Linked DNA regions of Sus scrofa: region 1 is linked to region 2. A link is a contact called in public Hi-C data. All regions are on one chromosome and are shown on one strand. The core of a region is the stretch at or near the end of the contact, and the rest is flanking DNA. Distances in the headings are between cores, read along the strand shown. Region 1 holds the start of HMGA2 (high mobility group protein HMGI-C). Region 2 overlaps MSRB3 (methionine-R-sulfoxide reductase B3).

Region 1 (6,647 bases), core at 3,808-6,307, 460 kb before region 2:
CATTAAGGTAAAATTAAGATAACTTACGCAACAGCAAAAACGTCTTTGTTAAATGAGCCCTTTTTTATTTAATTTAATAAAGCAGGTAAAATGTAACACGTAGAAAGCATCTGTATCAATAATATCAGACTATGTATTGTCAGTTTTAAATGACAAGATAATTTGGAACTACTTCAAAGTTTATTGATTAAATGTTGAGTACAATTGAATCTTCACTCTGAGAAGCAGCTATCTTTGAATATAAATATACTAGAAATCTGCTCTTTCAACTCTGTTCAAGACTGTTAAAACACACAAGAACTCATAGCTGCTCCCTAAATCACTTTATATGTATCACCGGTTGCTATGGCAGTTTACAACACTGAAAACTATCAAATATAACCTGGTTAGTGGCCACAGTCACAGAGAAAACCACACAAAACATTAATCCCCAAAAGATGAGCATAGAGTCATTTTTAATAAATACTGTACATGGTGTACTCAAAGCTACTGAAAAGATATATCAAAATTTACTTCTGAATTTTGAGCCTTTGTTTTTAGCTAGTGTACAAATGTACAAACAACGTACAGAAATTTTTTTCTGATTTATGTGTAAAGCTAAAAAAAAGGTGACTTTTTTTATCTTCACCTTCACTTCTCTGCACATGCCCTAATCCTGAGATATTTCCTCTTTGCTAGCTCAAGTACAACCAAACATGAAGATTTTTTTTAAACTGCAATTTAAAATGCATAAAGAAAAACACTGGAAGTTACCCTTGGTTGGGTTCTATCCTGCCCCAAACTACACAATAAATGAGTCAAATGTTTGTTTAAAAAATTTCTCATTGTCCTATTCAGAGCATTTCTACATCATCTGAGGGTGGAAAGGCTTTTGAGAGACTGTGATATATTATGTTGCAGGTTTATTGTAGACAGCATACTTTATGAGCACATTTAAGGCTGTAAAATTCATGAAATTTTTTCTAGTATTCCACAATTGGATTTTCTTCTAATTATCATCTACTTGGCAAAGTACTTAACTTTAACAGCGGGATTTGGTTTTCCAATAATCATGTAAATAAGCACAAAGTAAATTAATCTTTATTATTTTTGAAGGAAATTACAAAGCTTCACCACAGACAAAATGTATAGCTTTGACTCGTTTTTAACTATTTCACAACTGGTGCAAATCTGAACTGTTCATTCTCCCCCTCTCCTCCCCCTCCCGTCTCTGTTTTGTTTCATACATTTGGAATTGTTCCTTTAAAAACAACATTGTGAGCATCTTTGTGAACTTTGTGGGTTAACCGTCGATTGGAAATCTCACCAATATTAAAGGTAGGGAATCAGTCTTGGGTTACCCACCTGGGACAAATCTTTAGGTGCGGAACTAGAATGAGAAAATTACAGGAAGGTTCCTGTGGGCATTGAGAAAGTTGGGAAGACTTAAGAAATCTCACCTTTTGAGCTGCTTTGGAGGGACTCTTGTTTTTGCTGCCTTTGGGTCTTCCCCTTGGTCTCTTAGGAGAGGGCTCACCGGTTGGCTCCTAGTTTCAGGGGAAAAAAATGCTGTTGTGGCAAGAGTGTCTGAAAGAAATTGACCCTGACTCTGGAGTTATATTTTCTGCTGTACTACTCAACAGAACTGCTGGAACACATTCAGTTCAAGCATAAATGGATGAGGATGGTACAGAGTTTACAGAAAGGGGCAATAACTCTACTCTGAATCCAAGGATTCAAAGAGGACTTTCTATTTTCAATGTGAAAACTAGATTTCTATTTCAACCCTCAAAAGGTAACAAAGGCTGACGAGTTTGCATATTCTAGTTATACATTTTTTAAGGTGTAAAACTTACAGGTGATGCATTTGGTAATTCATATGAAATAATATGAAATAAAATAATAATTTTATATAAATGCTATTCTCCATTGTACAGGCATTTCAAACAACAGAAATATAAAGCTATATCATAAATATTTCAACAACCTTCCATACTGAAAAGGTGGTTTTTGATCATTCTGTATCTGCCTTGTAGGTCAATTATGACTCAATCAACACATTGAGTGAAATATTGCAGCAATTATCCAAGTTCTTCAACTTAAAATAACTCCATTCCCCCCTAAAATTTCCAAATAATTATGGTAAATCTGTTGAGGGAGGTTTTGCTTGAATTATCTAGATAATTGCTTCAATTCTCCACTTCCTTTTGGAGATGAAGGAATGGTCTCCACTCTAGATTTAAGTACCTTTTGATAAAAACAAACATTTCTCCAAAACTTTCTTTTGAGAAAACTCTTATGGGGATGGGCTGAAGAAAATTAAATGGGGTAGGGAGGAGTGAGGAGGAATGAAAGTGTCTGGGAAGGAGAAATTAAAACTATCAACGGGTTCAGCAAAACTTTAAATGGCTTGTATGTCAAGCAGCAAATACTCAAGTGGTAAGGGAATGCAATGATTAATATTCCAGATCCTAAATATTTATCCAGTGAATCATCAATTTACAATTCATTCAGATTCGGTGATTAAATGAGACTAATTAGCTTAAAATGCATGAAAGTCTTCGCTGAAAATTTGCATCTTATTTAGTGAACATGGGGAAGGTTTCCTGCAAGCTTCTGTGGGACCACTAGCGCCAGTGGGCACATCCGGCGCAAACACATCGGGGACACATTTTTCTTTCTTTGTGAACTCCGCCTTAACTCAAAGGTAAAACCTCCAATCACCTCCAGACCCCATTGCAATTTCTTTTGGATTATTTTTTGGAGGTGGGGGGCAATTAGTAGAATTATAGAGAGCAGGGTGGCGGGTGGGAAACAGGGGTGGGGGGAGGGCAGTGACTTCCTGGGAGGTGTAAAACAGGATCCTAATGCGGTATAAAGTGTCGCTCGGGCTGAGCGGGAAAACTCCGGGGCCTCTAGATGGGCTTGTTTCCTTTGATGATTTCAAAAAGGTACAACAGTTTTAATAAAACGCGCTGGCAAGCAAACATTGTTCTCTTTCCCCACCTTGCTCTCGGGCAGCTTTGGGACTCTAGGATTATTTGCTAATCGGCCTATTTGCCATGAAGGAAGCGCTTTCAGGCTAAAAAACGAAGAAGAAGTTTTAAAGCCCGCGGAAGCGGAGTTTAAATGTTCTCAATAGACAAGTCCCGCTCCAGCCCTGCCGGCGGAGGCTTGGAAATTGCCGCGAACAAAACCCCTCCGCCCTGGGCGCTGCGCGCAGCTCTGCAAGCGCCGGCTGCACGCTTAATTGGTTGCATCCGCAGACAAAACCCTCCACTCCGCGGGGTCCCGGGCGCCCCACAATTGTCCCTTCCCAACCCCCAGCCACTCGCCCGGGAGAAGCACTTTTAATGTCTGCAGCTCTGAGGCCCGGGATACAGGGGCAAAAGGGGGACTGGGCGCCTGGCGAGGAAGTGACCCTAGCTACCGTGCACCCTCTCGGACACTACTTTCCACCGTGCCCTTGGCCAAACCAGTTAATCCCATCCCTTGGGGACCCAGGCTCTCCTGCAGCCCCTTTCCCGGGACACTTCAGCAGCAGCAGCAGCGGCCCGCAGACCAGCCGCCGCGCCACATTTAAAGAACCTTAAGAGATCCGGGCGGGCCCACGAGTTCTTTGTCGGGAGGGCGCGAGTCTCAGGCCACCGAGAACTTGGAGAGGGCGCCAAGGGGGCGGCTGCGGCGCGCCAGTTCCCGACTAGAGAGCAGCCCCGGTTGGCGGGAGAAAGAGCCTCCGGCCCCCAGGACTTCGGCTCCTCCAACCCTGATCCGCCAGAACACTCCTGCTCCCCGGCCACTGTAAACCGGCTCGGAAAGTGCCTGGCGAGCCCCGGTTTGTCGGACCCGGCCGCTTCCCGTTACCAGGAGACACCGCGCCACTCGGGCCGGCACAATAGCGAAAGTCGGAGGACGCAATTCGCCCGACCCCACCTCCCGCCCGCACCCAGCCGCCAAAGACGGCTCCCCACCTCCCGGCCGGGAGGGCGCGGGCGCCTGGGGCTCAGCCGCGCACTCGCGCGGGGGACTCCGCAGCCCGCCCCCGCGACAGCGTGCGGCGGCCGCGGCGACTGGGCTCCCGCGCTCGGATGGCCGCGCGTCGCGGGGCCCTTGCAGAGGGCTCGGAGGTGGGCTGTGCCCCCACCCCGCCTGCGTACTGACTTGCTGCTGCTTCCTGGGTCGGCCGCGTCCTCTCTTCTGAGGCACCGGGGCGGCAGGTTGTCCCTGGGCTGAAGTGGACGGCTGCCCGGCGCCTTCACCGCGTGCGCTCATCCTGCCTCCCGCCGCCGCCGCTACCGCTGCCGCCGCCGCTCCTACCGCTGCCGCTTCGCCTCAGCCGCCCCGAATCTGCCCAGCACCTTTCGGGAGATTGGGAGGTAGGACTAGAGAATAAGGCAGGGTGGGCTAGAGCTGGCGTGCGGCGAGGGCTGCTGCTGCTTAGGCTGCCGCCGCTGCCACCATCAACACCGGACGTCCAGCGGCTGCCAAAAAGAGAAGAGGGGAGGAGGAGGAGGAGAGAAGGAGGCGCTGCTGGTGGCGGCGGCAGCGGTGGGTGGGTGCCGGAGGTGGAGGTGGCGGTGGCGGTGGAGGTAGTGAGAGGAGGAAAGCGAAGGAGAAGGAAAAGAGGATTTGAAGTTGGGAGACTCCCCTCTCGGTTTGGGATCAAAAGTTGCGATCACCGGGAGCACTTCGGAAGCGGCTTGGAAAGGGAAGAGACTTGGAGTGGATTGTGTCCCTTGAAACGTTAGGCGGGGAAAGAATTCCTCCTCCTCTTCCCCCCCCTCCCCTCTCGCAGAGCAAGAAAGAGAAAGAGAGAAAACAAATAGCGCCTTGGGCAGTCAGAAAGCAAAGGGAGGATGGGGAGATTCTGCGGGGATCGGGTCGCGCACTGAGCGCAGGCAGGGGACGGAGCGGTGGGTGGCACCGCGCCTCCTCGGATGGCGGGAGCAGGCGGCAGCGGCACCGGAGAGTTGGAGGGGGACGGACCGGTTGCTCCTGCGTTCTGCACCAAGCGCGCGCTGCCCGGGCTGGAAGTTTTCTGAGTCCCTGCCCCAGGATTCAAGCGGGATGAGTGTGCGTGTGTGCTTGGGGAGGGGGCGGCCGGGTTGGTGGGGGGGGGGGGGAGTGCCCACCTCTAGTCGTGGGCGGATAAAGGGGAGGGGGCTGCGCAGGAGGAAAAGTATGAGGAGGAGGGAGGCCAGGCGGACCGCCGAGCCAAGGCGCCTGGCCGCGAGCCAGAGGCAGCGTTCTAAATACAACTGCCTCCGCGGCTGCGGCGCCCGGGTGCCACCCGGAGCCCCGCTCACGTGCTCCCGCCCGGCGGCGGGGTTAAAGGGACAGGCCGGGGATCCCGGGCCCGCTCGCCGCCGGCCTCGCCCCGCCCGCCACCCCGAGGTTGCTCCTGGGCAGCTGTCCTAAGAAGGCGCGGGAATGTGGCTTGCCCTGGAGCCGCGTTTAGGGGCTTGGCCTTTACCTGCACCTCCAAGTTGCGTAGCCAATGCTCTGCAGGAAGCGTCTAGCTGCACGGCGGCAGAGTTCTAGTTCCCTGAGAGTGGGGAACCACTGAAGAGGAGCAGCAGCGGCCCCCGGCAGCTCTGCTCTGGGTCGCAATGCCCTACTCGCAGATTGCACGACCCGGCGCGCGCGCGCGATCGAGCACACAGACACACGCAGATCCACACGCACACGTGTATGCAGATACACGTGCACCCTCCCACATGCAGACATAAACACACATGTAAACAAACAGGCGCGCACTTACAAGCACATAGGCACGCAGATACACATGCACACTCGCAGACACGTGCACACATGCAAACAATGTGCATACGGGCACACGGCGCGCGCCAGCCTCTTTACTGAGCTTTTTTCACCCGGCAGGACTAGAAGCGACGTGAAGTCTTCCCTCGGCTGGCGCTGTGCACTCGGGCTCCAACGCTCGCAGGGTAGAGAGGTTGCCCCACGCGGGGATCTCGCAGCTTCCTAACTCCACAATTGCACCAAATGTCCCACTCTCCCTTCAATTTACCTCGATTTAACCTTCTCCCTAGGAACTCCCTTTCTGCCAAGTCCTAATTTTATAGCCTGGACTGTTTCTGAGTTATGTGAACACCATAATGACCACAGTCCGTTTTAAAAAGGTGGAGTACATTTTAAAATGTACCTCTTTTCATCCTTGAATAACAAAAAACTCTGAAAAAATTAGGTTCAGATTTTCACACATCACACCCAAAATTATTTTGGACCATTTCCAAAGTAAAAACTTTCACCCAAGGAAGAATTTTTTTTCTTTCCCCCAAATACAGACCACCGTGGAATAAAAAACGCCTGCTTTATAGCCCTGAGCAGGGAGTTAGGCACCGCCAGGTTCCGCTGTGCCTGTGAAGGAGGTGCGTGTAAATGCCTGCATCGGGCGCGGTGGCGCTGATTGGTCCGCGTTGCCATTTTAAATCCACTTCTAGCTGCCCTTTGCAGAGCTGGGACACTTAGCTGCACGTTGAGTGCCCTACAGAAACCCAGGGTTTTTCATGGGTCTGGGAACGCTTAGTTATGATGGAAAGGAGAGCCCCCATCCCTCCGGATGGAGCCTAGCAGCTGACTGGGGAGGGAGGGGTCTAACAGGAACCCAAGGTTTTCTGCTAGGGCTTGGCTGAAAGATGGTATCTTCA
Region 2 (6,941 bases), core at 2,866-5,365:
GAATTTATATACATATGCATTGTACTATAATGGTTCCTTCTTAAAAACTATCAGTTTTGTTGAATTATCTTTGAATCATTTTGATATCAAAATTTAGTCACTTATATTTTGATTAAACAATTTTATTATGAAACTCCTTAATCCCACAACTGTCATATTTCGAGGAATGCTATGTTAATAAGCTTCCGTAAATACTTAGCCCCCTTGGTGTATGACAAACTCATATTACAAGAACGATGGTAGTGCTCTCATACCTTGGGTTTCCTCCCACCCAGTGGAAAACGTGGTTATATATCAATTAAATAATTTTCAGACTCCAATTGTTATATGCAATACATAGTTATGGAAAAGTTCCACATGGCATAAGGAACTACATTGGTTGATGTTCTCCCTCAAGCTTACATACAATTCGACGAACTGTCTGTTCTACAATCTGAATTTCTCTTTTATCCATTCCTCTTCTTTCCAAACCTACTATAAGTATCATTGTTAAAGCTCTCAGCACTTTGTGAGTCCCTCCAGCCTGAAGCTCCTCCAGCACATTCAGTGGTGGCAGTGCAGGGGCATGGTAGGGTAGGGGAAAGGAAGGTGTTGGGAAAAGTGGTTGAGGACTCCATACATTAAGCTTCACTGGTCTCTCAAGTCACCACAAATAGACATAAAATCGATTTTTTTAAGGGCCACACCCATGGTATATGGAAGTTTCCCAGCCAGGGACTGAATCCTAGCCACAGCAGTAACCTACACCATAGCTGCGCAATGCCGGATCCTTTGACCCAGTGAGCTGGGCCAGGGATCGACCCCTCACCTCCGCAGCAACCTGAGCCACTGCAGTTGGATTTCAACCCACTGTGCCACAGCAGGAACTACTAAAATTGATTCTAAAAACTGCATGTTTACTGCTCAAGTCCAGCTTCAAGACAAAAGCCTTATCCTCCCTTCTAATTAAGCTGCCAAAGCAACCCTCTCATAGAAATATCTGGAACCAGCATTGACCTTCCATCATACTAAGTCAATAATCCTTAAGAAATACAAAACAAGTCATGTTACACCCCCTTTATCCCTTTCCTCAAGATTTAACATTTTTTAAACATCATAGAAGGCACTCTATGATTTGGCTACCTTCCTTCCCCCCCTCTTCCACTTGCCTTCCTCACCCAAGCTAGCCATATTAAATAACCCACACTTCTCTGAACACATCTTGCTCTTAGGCCTTCAAGTTTTACCCACACAACTTCATATAGTAGAAATGTCCTTCCCCTGCTTGGACATCTGCTCACTCTTGCTCATAGTTTGAGATTCAGCTCAAGTACTATATTCTCCATGAGGTCCTCCTTAAGCTTCAGAGACCCTCCCTCCTTTCCAAAATCTCTTCTTTGAAGCAAAGAGCTAGGACCATCCTCTGATTCCCCCAACATCAAGGGCATTTTTAATCTATTCTTATCATCATATGTCCTCACATACCTCATCTCCACCTTGTGCTTGTTAAAGAAATTGGCTTGATCTTGTTTATCATCGTATCCTCACTGCTTCACACAATACCTGGCACTCAGAATTAATATTTAATGAATATTTAACAAGTTAGAATTAAATTCTCTATACAATATAGTAATAGAGATATGTGTACTAAAATAAAATATAAATAATATTGACAGCAATGTTCACAGAAAATATCTGGCCACTGTGATTTTTATAATAAGATTAAAATATTAAACATGATATCAGCACATAAAAAAATTTTAGACTTTCATGTCTCACTTGTTTAAATGCTTAAAATCACATCTTTAAAAGAATGGTGGTTCTAGTTTAGGAACCAGTTAACACATGCTATATTAGTTCTCTTTATTTGGTCATTGTTAAACAGAATATCTTTTCTTCGTAAGCACAATTACTAACTTTATCATACTAAAGTTGCTCATTTTCATTTTTTCTTTCCTAAAGATAGGACCACATGTGGAATGAAAAGCATTTTCATTATCCTATAACAAGATGAATGTCCTTTTTTATGTGATTTGGGGCAGTTTCTTATCAAGACTGCCAGCCTCTTATGAACATTTTGATTTTCATATGTGTACTGTGCATTAAAGAACAAGAAGATATCATGAAATATTAGTGACAATTATATACTGAGCAAAGAAACTGGACAATGTTTCCAGGGGTTGTAAGGACTGTGGAAATGAATGTTATTCAAAGTAGAGTGGTGATTTATAACCAATTTCCGTCTTCAAATTAGGGCCCAAGTAAAAGAAAACGAAATTTAGCAAAGCATTATGGTGTATCATTTCCTGCAGCAGAAACACCCCCCACCCCAGACCAGTGCCCTCACTAAGTACAGTACAAGAAGCAGCAACCTGAGGGAAGCCCACAGGCTCGCAGGGCTACTGGCTGGCTCTTTGTCACCAAATGCAGCAGGTTGAATGCAGACATCACTGTGATATCTTCACCAACAAAACGAGAGGCAAAGAACAGGGGCAAGAGCTGAGTAGGAAAAAAAAAAGAAAACAAAAACAAATTAAAACATCACAAATGTTAAACACATTCATTGCACAATTGATGGTTACGGTTTTATCTGGAACTGAACACACGCACACAGTGCTAATAAATTTCAAATGCCTATTTTTCAGATGGTAAGTTTCCTTTCAACCCAAACTTATTTATATCTTATGAATAAAAATAAAATACACACTATACAATAGCAGTGTAATCTGTGAACACAGTTTGCAAGAGGTTGAGAAAAGAGACAAAGTTTAAAACAGTTGAAAGGAATTAGCATTTACTGGGTTTGTACAAAGTGACAAGAACTGTCTGGGGCCAAATATACAGATATTATGTCATTTAATTCTTACAATAAACTGAGGAGATAGGTTTTATCTCCCTATCCATGTGTGAAGAAGCCAAATCTCAAAGGTCCAAGGACACAGAGCGAATAGCTAGTGAAAGAAGGGTTAGACAACCTTCTTCTATCTCACTATGAAGCTACGCTCTCTCCTCCCAACACGCGGCCTTCTTCCAGCAATTATTTGCACATCTCCCTCCCTGGAGAAGACTGCAACATATTGTAAGATGAAGAGATTTCTTTTATTAGAGTTTCACGTTTTAAAAAAATAAAGAGCCAAATAACCTAAGGACAACTAGGAGGCTTCGCTTTAGAAACAGTGATAAGTTTAAAGAAGGCATATCGACTATGCATTTTCATTTGATCTTATTCCTTATAATTTCTACATCAATCTGAAAACAACCCACACATCCCAGCCTTAAAAAATGGTAAAAGTATTTTTTAAAGCTTTTGGAAATGAATCATGTGGAAGAATTTCAAAATTGTGTAAATGTTAAACTTTAAAGAAAAGTTCAGTTAGAATTTTTTTTTTTTAAGTTTTGGACAATCTTTCAGTTGGTAAAGATTAACTTCAAATGAAGGTGGAAAATACTAGGTTATTATTCACCTCCAATACTTTATTTAAAATTAGCCTTATAAGTGACCTTAACCACTAAATGTCCAAAAATGGATATAAAATTAATGTCTCATTCATTTCCTGACCCTCATCCCACTTGCCTCCCCCCAAATAAAAGTCTGTTCCTAGTCTCTTCTGACCTCCACAAAGAACAAACACATAATCAACAGTAATATATTTTACCAAATCACTCTGCAGTGTATCTGACAGAAATCTGCTTGTACTAACATGCCTAAACACTGACTTCTCCAAACTAAACTCACTACAAAACTAAAACATTTTTCTGTTACCAACTGGAGACAAAAGGGAGGAAGAGGGAAGGTAAGTATCATAATGCACAGCCTGAAAGAACCATTAAACATAAATAAACATGTCATTTTCACGAGTGACTGCAGAGCAGAGAAAAGAGAGCATTCCTTTGGAGCAGACTACTGACTAATAAAAGATCAAAGGTCTATACCTCACAACACTATAAATAAAAATGTATTTTTTTCCTTGTGACCTTCTCTATGAGGAATAAAGTGTGCACGGTAAATGTAATTACTTAGCAAAGCTGCAGCCTCATTGTGCTCCCGCAGCTGACCATAAAATGTCTTCCTATTCTGTTTCATCAACTGCTGTACCAGGCGGCCTGTGCGCCTACCAATGGCCAAGGCCATCTGGCTTGTGTCAAAGCCAGCGCACAGGAAGAAAGGGAGTGATGTCACTCTGCAGGTCAGGCAAAGAACAAAGCTGCATTCTACAATTAAAAGCTGAGGGCCTCAAATACCAGGGGCCCTCCAGCATGATAAGACGGCATGATTTAATGTTCCAACTGTAGTGCATTTATTTCTACCCAAATAGCCAGGGCTCCATCTAGTGGCAAATTAGTTTTGCCCAGTTTTCTTTAAATGCACTCAGCTACATTAGCACCAACAAAGTAGAGTAATAAAGTGACTACTTTAGAGCATTTAGCCTTTTTACACTGAAGAATGCAAAAAGTATGATTTGTCACAGTGTTCTCCATTGCCAAATCTCACAAAGCATGCATTTCATAGGTTAGGATTTGACATACTCCTAATTATTTTAATGCTTGCAGAAAAAGCAGCTAATTTTGCAAAATTGTTACATGCATAATGTAACATTTTATAACATTACTTACATGCTACCCTGAAAATACGCAGCTGAGATGGAAAGTGAAAAACCGTTCTAAAGAATGGAACACATGCATCTGAATGCCTTGGTGAAATCAAACTCATAATATTATACTCTTACAAAAGGATCATAGTTAATATGATTCTAACATGTGACACTAGGAGCAACTCTTCTCTAGAACAGAAAAAGGAATAGTTTTATGTTGAAATGATTTAACGAATTTAATTTTTAACTTAACATTTTCCGCTTGGTTTATGGTTGCAGTAAATGAAATAAAATACTTTGACAAACTAATCTAAAATGCAAAATGCATGTGGATGAAAGATAGGACATCCAATGGATGTGTGTAATCTATGAGATCAGACTGCCTGGGTTTGAAACTTGCCCCTGCCCCTAAGGAGTTGTGTTACTTTGGCAAAGTTGCTTGCCCTCTCATGGCCTCAGTTTCCTCAACTCTAAAGTAACAGTTAGAAGCTCCTGTCATGGCACAGCGGAAATGAATCTGACTAGGAACCATGAGGTTGCGGGTTTGATCCCTGGCCTCACTCAGTGGGTTAAGGATCCGGCATTGCTGTGAGCTGCGGTGTAGGTCACAGACATGGCTTGGATCTGGCATTGCTGTGGCTGTGGCGTAGGCCAGCAGTTGTACCTCTGATTAGACTCCTACCTAGCCTGGGAACCACCATATGCTGCAGGTATGGCCCTAAAAATCAAAAAAAAAGAAAGAAAGAAATTAATTAACTAAGTTCAACTAGTCAAAGGCACTTGGAACAACTCCTGGCACATAATATATGCTCCTAAACATTAGCTCTTCTTAAATGTGCAAACATTTGCTTTATTTTAAAATTATATTAGAAATTTCTAACAGTCTACTTACACCCAATCTACTTATACCTATTTAGAGTCAGCAGGTCATTCTCCAAACATAGAATCCTATTTAGGCCAGAAAACTTACAACTCTTGGATTGATTTCCATGGTAGGAAAAAGATATCCTAAGGATAACAGGTGATGAAACCCTTGCCATGTGGCAGGCACTATTCTGGGCACTTCCCATTCATTAGGCCTTTTAATCCTCAGAGGTACATGTTATCATTTTTTCCATTTTTAGATGTAGAGACTGAGGCATAGGGACATTAAGTGACTGACCTAAGATTTTATGGTAATTTGTCTAAGATTTTATGGCTGGTAAGAAGCAGAGCCCTTAACTAATTGGACTGAATGACTTAACAGATTTCAATCCAAGCCAAGTTCCAGGGCCCATGCTCTTGACCACTACGTAACTGGCAAATGAAAAGCCTGAGGTTATTACCAATCCACTAGAGATAATCTGATTCTATGCTCTCCTAATAGACAATGTGGCTGATAATAAATATTTAATAAGGATTTACTTAACTCAAGAAGATGATTTGATGATTCTCTCTCTTGACACTGACTGAAAAAAGTAGAGCATTAAGATGGAGTTCCTGCTGTGGGGCAGCAGGTCAAGGATCCAGTGTTGCCACAACTGTGGCTGGGATTCAACCCTTGGCCCAGGAACTTCCATATAGCATGGGTGCAGACAAAATAAAAAAAGAGAGGGTTTTAAGAAAGTAAAAAGTCTGAGTTTAGATTTAATCTTTCTGTTCCATCACATGCAACTTCACTTTCCCTTTCACCTTCAATTTTTTTCTGTAAACTCCTTGGATACATTTTTAGGATATATATCCTAAAGATCCCTAGGATTGAGTCTACTTGAATCTACGAAAGCTTCAATATGATACTAATTTTGAAGGTCAAAGAAATGAATAGCTACTCCCTGCAAGGCCCCCTCAAAAAAATTTAAGTTTCAATCAGGCAGGTTTTTTCCCATTGAGCCGCCTGAGCTGCCAGGATGAGGACCCAAGCCAGAAACAATCCCTAGTCCAAAAAGAGGCAAAGTAAGCCTATGCTTCTGAGTGGTAAAAATCTTCGAGAAAAGAATTAGCATTAAACACCCTGTAGAAATCAGCACTGAGCAAAGACCACCTAGAAAATCTATAGTTCCCCAAGTTTATCCTCAGCTTCCTCACTTTTGTATTGCTTTTGACTCAAATAACTGCACAAATAACAGTTATAGATAACCCATGTGATACTTTTTAAAATGCCAGACACAATTTACACAGCTTTCTAATCTCCCAGAATATCTAGTACATCACTTTGAAATTAATTGGTGTTAAAAAGCACACATTGAACAATACTTAATGAGCAGTATCACACTATGTGTTGAGCATAGAATTAAATTACATAATTGTCCAGAGTTCCTGTCGTGACTCAGTGGAAGCGAATCTGACTAGGAACCATGAGGTTGCAGGTTTGATCCCTGGCCTCACACGGTG

The links. Hi-C and Micro-C count contacts between places; a contact is called where the count stands out from the background.
Region 1: a Hi-C map of fetal heart ventricle shows a contact between it and region 2, with 2.9 times the contacts expected there. A contact is called at or near these places in 4 of 47 Hi-C or Micro-C datasets (embryonic fibroblasts, fetal heart ventricle, fetal skeletal muscle and 1 more).

Annotation. Positions count from the first base shown.
Region 1 is chr5:30,186,931-30,193,577 of Sscrofa11.1, reverse strand. It overlaps HMGA2 (high mobility group protein HMGI-C), which reads right to left and starts at 5,057. Exons shown (of 5, transcript XM_005663957.3): 1 at 4,141-5,057; 2 at 1,440-1,526. The coding sequence starts at 4,251. The region is part of intron 2 of LOC106507220 (a long non-coding RNA gene); the gene reads left to right.
Region 2 is chr5:29,727,560-29,734,500 of Sscrofa11.1, reverse strand. All of the region lies in intron 1 of MSRB3 (methionine-R-sulfoxide reductase B3), which reads right to left. Among named protein-coding and RNA genes, the nearest start is that of MSRB3, 35 kb to the right of the region's middle.